2 separate regions of the Mus musculus genome follow, and region 2 is linked to region 1. Evidence: chromatin contacts called from public Hi-C data. All regions are on one chromosome and are shown on one strand. Each heading gives the region's core, a stretch centred on a gene start, on an enhancer-like site or on the middle of the called end of the contact. The rest is flanking DNA. Distances are from core to core; before and after follow the strand shown.

The links. A called contact is a pair of places that touch in the nucleus more often than the background predicts.
Region 2: a contact with region 1 is called in a Hi-C map of the G1E-ER4 cell line, with 2.0 times the contacts expected there. The contact joins the enhancer-like site here to the promoter of Nipbl in region 1. A contact is called at or near these places in 2 of 39 promoter capture datasets (the HPC-7 cell line and pre-B cells), 2 of 484 Hi-C or Micro-C datasets (the G1E-ER4 cell line and the N1E-115 cell line), 4 of 115 datasets of contacts at active chromatin or transcription factors (the SCID.adh cell line, bone marrow-derived macrophages and embryonic stem cells) and 1 of 9 other capture datasets (adipose tissue).

Annotation. Positions count from the first base shown.
Region 1 is chr15:8,443,025-8,445,947 of GRCm38.p6, reverse strand. Nipbl (NIPBL cohesin loading factor) reads left to right here and starts at 1,485. Exons shown (of 47, transcript NM_027707.3): 1 at 1,485-1,823. It overlaps LOC102634078, which reads right to left. Exons shown (of 3, transcript XM_017316813.1): 2 at 1,984-2,233; 3 at 85-1,885. The coding sequence ends at 657.
Region 2 is chr15:8,324,223-8,327,145 of GRCm38.p6, reverse strand. It overlaps Nipbl (NIPBL cohesin loading factor), which reads left to right. Exons shown (of 47, transcript NM_027707.3): 24 at 4-147; 25 at 1,373-1,462; 26 at 2,487-2,701; 27 at 2,796-2,898. Among named protein-coding and RNA genes, the nearest start is that of Gm52208, 46 kb to the right of the region's middle. Within about 2 kb of position 1,360, at least 5 of the 459 cell types and tissues checked have an H3K27ac peak or open chromatin away from gene starts, as enhancers often do. A contact at or near this core is called in the G1E-ER4 cell line, where this site is marked.

The sequences.
Region 1 (2,923 bases), core at 236-2,735:
CACCTCACCCCCAGTGACTTCTAAAGCAAAAGAATAACCTGTAGGCGAGCTGTCCTATACATCAGTGCATAGACAAGCAAACGATTAACGCTGACAACTTATTTTATTTAAAAAAATATAATATGGTTCCTCCTGAGTAAAATGTGCTTACCTACTGGCACTTTTTACCTGAAGAATTAGCCCCCTTACAATTTATACAAAAACAAACAAACAAACAAGCAAGCAAACAGAAAACTGTGTGGCGATGAAATGCCCTCCGGTTTTACAGTAAGACACTACCATCGGGTACGGTACTGTATTCGTATTCACATTTTGTACTCCAGCCTTGTCCAGAGCCTCTGAGTTTTCAACATACAGAGGAAAACGATGTTTTGAAGTGCGCCGGTGCCGGGGCTCCGGTGCCCGGCGTCAGGATGGCCTGGGCTCCACCCACACCTAGATCGCAGCGCCAGAGCGACCGGCTCCTTGCTTGCACAGCGTCGCCTACAGGCCTTATCCCGACTACCAGGGAGGCAATCAAAACCACCGCCAAAAAGGAAAAAAAAAAAAAAAAAAAAAAAAAAAAGAGGCAAGTCCAGCAGCCCTCTCGTATTTCCAGAAATTAATGCACCACCACCACCACGATCACGATTCCAACTCAGCCAGGCTGGGAGTCTTCACCTCCGAGGACTGTGTTCTTCGCAGAAAATAACCCAGACAGACATAGGATCCGGCCGCTCCCGGGACGATCCATCCATCACGGCTGCGGGAACAGCGTTTGAAAGGTCGGCATCCAACCCGCCGGCAGCGGGAGCTCGGCTTCCCCCCGGGGCCCGGGGCCGGCCAGTCAGGGAGAGCAGCGCGGCCTCGGCTGGCCGCCTTCTCCGGGATTGAGGGTGGGGGGCTATGAGGCCCGGAGCGCCTGAGAAGAGGGAGATCCCGGCCTCACGCCACCACAGCGGACCAGCGCCCGGCTGCTGTCGCCTCGAGGGGGACCAAAAGGAAAAAAAAAAAAAAAAAATCAAGCCGGTCACCCGAGCAACGGCGTAGACGCCGTCTTGCAGAAGCGACCCCACGGGCAGCATCCACGGCCGTCCGTTGCACAGGACAAGGGCACGGAGCAGAACCGCCGCTGCTGCTCCCGCTGCCTCCGCCGCTGTCGCCGCCGCCGCCGCGCCTCCGGAGCCCGCGGGAGCCGGCGCGCTGAGGCAGAGCTGCGAGCCCGAGTGGCGGCGGCGGCGGTGGCGGCGGCGGAAGTGGAGTAGGGAAGAGGGGGTGGTTGTTAGTGTTTGGCGCCGGCGGAGGGAGTCATTCCTGCAGCTGCACTTCCGGTCGGCATTTTGTTCTGAGAGGGAGAGACGGAACGAGAGAGAGAGACACACACACACATACACACACACATACACACACACACACACACATACACACACACACACACACACACTGGGCTCCTTCCCCCCCGCCCGCCCTCCCGTCCCTCCCTCCCTCCGTCGGTACCGACTCACCCGACACCAGCAAAGCCGCCAGGGAGGGACGCCCCCGCCGCCAGGAGGATTGGTTCCCGGGCCCGCGGCGATGCCCCCCCGGTAGCTCGGGGCCCCCGGCCGGGTGTTTGTGTGAGTGTTTCTATGTGGGAGAAGGAGGAGGAGGACGAAGAAGAAGCCGCGATTTGTCTTCTCGGCTGCTCTCCCCCCGGCTCTACATGTTCCCCGCACTGAGGAGACGGAAGAGGAGCCGTAGCCACCCCCCCTCCCGGCCCGGATTATAGTCTCGCTCTCTCGCTCTCTCTCTCTTGCCACCGCGGCCTCGGCCTCCGCTTCGGATTCAGACGCCGATTCGCCCAGGTAAATTCCTGCTCTTTTATTTCGGCGGCGGCGGTGGCGGCGGTGGCGCCGGCGCCAGGTCCCTCAGCGTTTCTCCTCCTCGCTCCCCTCCCCGCCGTTTCCTCAGCGGCCCCGGGTCTCTTCCACGGGGCGAGTCGAGAGAGTGAGTTCGCTCGCTCGCTCCTCTCCGGCGGCAGCCACCCTGGGTGGCGGCGGCGGCGGCGGTGGCGGCGGGGTTCGTAGCCTCTCCCGGCCGGCTTCGGTGACGGGGAACCGGGCTCCCTGCCGGGCGGCCGGGGAGGCGTAGGCCCGGCGGAGAGTGCAGGCCGCGGGCCAGCGGAATCTACTTGAGCTCGGGGATTAGGAGAGCTCCGGGCTGAGCGGAGCGACTGCTGGTCGGTGACAGGCCTCGCCCGGGAGAGGAGCCGTAGCTAGTGAGGAGGCGGAAACAATACAACTATCAGCAAATGTGCCCCGATCGTCCCCCATATTTACAACTTTCCCGGTCCGGGAGTGGGGAACGTCCCAGTGAAACAAACAACCCCCCTTCTTCCCCCTGTGACCCCATGAAGGGAGGAAGTAGTTTCAGTTAGTGAAACAAATGTAAATACTCAGACACGGCTACAGTGGTAATTCTCTGCCAAACTTGTTTGGACGTTTTGGAAAGTTAATAAAGACTGGTTTCCTTTGTAAAAGGATCAAACCGTCCACATGTATATTTAATCTAGAAAACCCTAGCGTTGTGCACACTGCACATCCCCGCCCAGGAGCTTTTATGTTGTTTGACAGAGTGTGTTGCACATGGACTTTTTATTCAAAGACCAAGTAGAAAGAACTTGACAGGTTTACTCCGACACTTTGTATTTGTATCTGTTATGTAAGGATAATTTTAAATGACTACATAAAACTCTCTGGATACTTTTTAGCCTAAACGGGTGCAAGAATACAAAGAATTCTAAGTGTTTTTGAGCGTACATGGAGATAAGGATGAAACCTATTTTCTTTCAAAGGATAGAAGTTAAGTTGCACTTAGAATCTTTGGGAGGTTTAAAACACACATACATATACACACATAGAAGGTGCCATCCTTTCTTGTCAGGGCAGATCTTAGTGAGTCCCAG
Region 2 (2,923 bases), core at 111-2,610, 120 kb after region 1:
CAGGTTCATCAGTTCAGTAACAAGTCAACAGAAATGGCTTTAAGAGTGGCATCTCTTGATTACCTTGGGACTGTTGCTGCGCGACTGAGAAAAGATGCTGTCACCAGCAAGATGGATCAAGGGTCTATAGAACGAATTTTAAAACAGGTATTGAAAAAAAGGATTTAAATTAATTATATAAATAGTTGCTTGTTTGTTTGCATTTGGTGTGGGAAAAAGAGACGGGGTCTAATTTAGTCCAGGTTGGGTTCATAATGTCCCATAACACATGCATGTTTTTTCTTTCTGGACTAATTTTAATTATTTACAAGCATCATGTCCCATTATCTCCATCCCCCACCACACACACACACACTTCTCTAGAGCTAAAATTTTCAAATGTGATTGCCTACAAAAGCAGCACCAACACTAACAGTCCTCAAGAAATTATCCTAAAGGTCAAGTTTTAGGTCCTTCTCTGGATCTGCTGGGTGCCAGAGGTCAGGTCAGGGGATTTTCTGCAGTCATTCTCTACCTTACTATCATTTATTAGTTAAAGGACTAGGACTCCTTGAAAAAATAAATGATCCCACAGATGAGAGGCTGAAAGTAAGTAAAGTTTATGTATAATTTGAAATCAAGTCTTCAAAGAACAGTTGGAATAGTGCTGGGGAGATAGCTCAATTAAAGTCCCACACAAGTGTGGGGACCCGATTCAGATCCCCAGGATCCACATTAAACAAGCTCAATTAAATTCCCAGAGCCCACAAATACACTCTCTTCCTTCCCCTTAATTTTTATTTCTATAGTAATTATATAGCCACCTGAAATATATAGTGCATATCAGTATAGCTGTTAATATTTTTCACTTACTAGATTAAAATTTTGGTGTATATTCATAAGGTATAAAATATACAATGAGTTCAAAATGGTGCTTGGATATGTGAGTCCTGTCTCTAGGGGAAAAAGTAGCGTTTTGTTTTGGTTTTTTTGTCAAATGTAAATTCTGTACCAGGTCCAGGAAAGGACATTTTGGGATAATATTTACATCAACCACTTAATAAACTTTTTTAAAGATAGAATATAGTTCATAAAGCCAAGCTCAAGTAGCAGTTTGTTTTTCAGAAATCATACTTTCTAATTCTTAAAATAACTATATTTGTGTGTTTCTCATTTTTCCCCGTCAGATATGTATTTACATCTACACAACCTATTAAAGCATGCCAGTAGCTTAGTGCTTATGTATCTGTAATTCCACCTTTTGGAAGACTAGGGCAGAAGCTCACAAATTGGAAGCCAGACATGCTGGAACACTGGTTCAGAAATGGGTGGGGAATCAGTAATAAACAAGCCAGCCCCTGATAACTTTATGGTTGCTGTTATTGTGGTTTAGGTTTCTGGAGGAGAAGATGAGATCCAACAATTGCAAAAAGCATTGCTTGATTATCTGGATGAGAACACTGAAACTGACCCTTCGCTAGTGGTGAGATATGTGTTGCCTTTAAATTGTGCTCTAAAAGTAAATTGGGGTAGAGAAAGAGGAAAGAAGATATTTGGAAATGTTTTTATAGACTTTTGTCTTGGTTTGCTTTTGGATTTTTGAGACAGGGTTTCTCTGTGTAACAACCGTGACTGTCCTGCAACTCACTTTGTAGACCAGGCTGGCCTTGAACTCAGAGTTCTGCCTGCCTCTGCCTCTGCCTCTGCCTCTGCCTCCTCAAACTGGGATTAAAGGCGTGTACCACCACCACTTGGTTTACAGATTATCTCTAAATCTAGGCTAATCCTAAAAATGAGTATAGGTCACTCAGTGTTGAAGATGTTCCATTAGCATGTACAAAGATATATGTGTGTATACACTTCTTTGAAAATTAAGTTACATTTCCAGAATATAATAGGCCCTGTATACAATTTGTACACTTTGTAGGCTTGGTGTAAAGTTCATAAACAACACTGCACATAAACGCATGGGTGTTTTCAATTTATTTTTTAACTGGTCCGATAAAAAGAGTTGCAGTAACCTCTGTATTGTTTTAGCTACCTAAGACAGATTTCTAATCTATAGGCTTAGAATAGATACACAGAAGTGCTTCTGTGCTGACCTGTTTTATTGTATTTAATTTGTGTATTTATTACACAGATAAGAGTTGAAAACAGTTGGTGGTATTTTATCTTCACTACTTTATGCATTTATCCTAAACTTTCCCAGTGGTCTTACTACCAAATCTTACTGAGTCATGTGAATGTCTACCTCAAGTAGCTGATAGTACTAGTCTATCTATATGTAATACAATCATTTTTATTAAGTTAGCTTTTTACATTAACAAATTTATAATTAAATGTGAAAAAAGAAAATTCTGTAATACAGGATATTTCAGAATTTTATCAGTCTTTTAAATCTGCTTCTTTCTGATAGAGGCTATTTTAAAGAAAGCTACAGTACTATTCCTGACTAATTAGAAATATTATTAATTGTATCAACTCAAATTTATCTAATGTCTTTCCAGTTTTCTCGTAAATTCTATATAGCCCAGTGGTTCCGTGACACAACTCTGGAAACAGAAAAAGCAATGAAATCACAAAAAGATGAAGAATCATCTGACGCAACACATCATGCAAAAGAACTTGAGACAACTGGGCAGATCATGCATCGCGCTGAGAACCGGAAAAAGTTTCTTCGAAGCATTATCAAAACCACACCTTCTCAGTTCAGCACATTAAAGTAAGATGCAGGGGAAAATGGGCTAGAGATATATGAAGTGTAGATATCTATTTAAAAGAACATATCACGTCACACACAGTGCTTTTTGTTGTAGGATGAACTCTGACACTGTGGACTATGATGATGCGTGCTTGATTGTTCGATATTTGGCCTCTATGAGGCCGTTTGCCCAGAGCTTTGATATTTATTTGACACAGGTAAATTGATTGATTATTTTTTTCT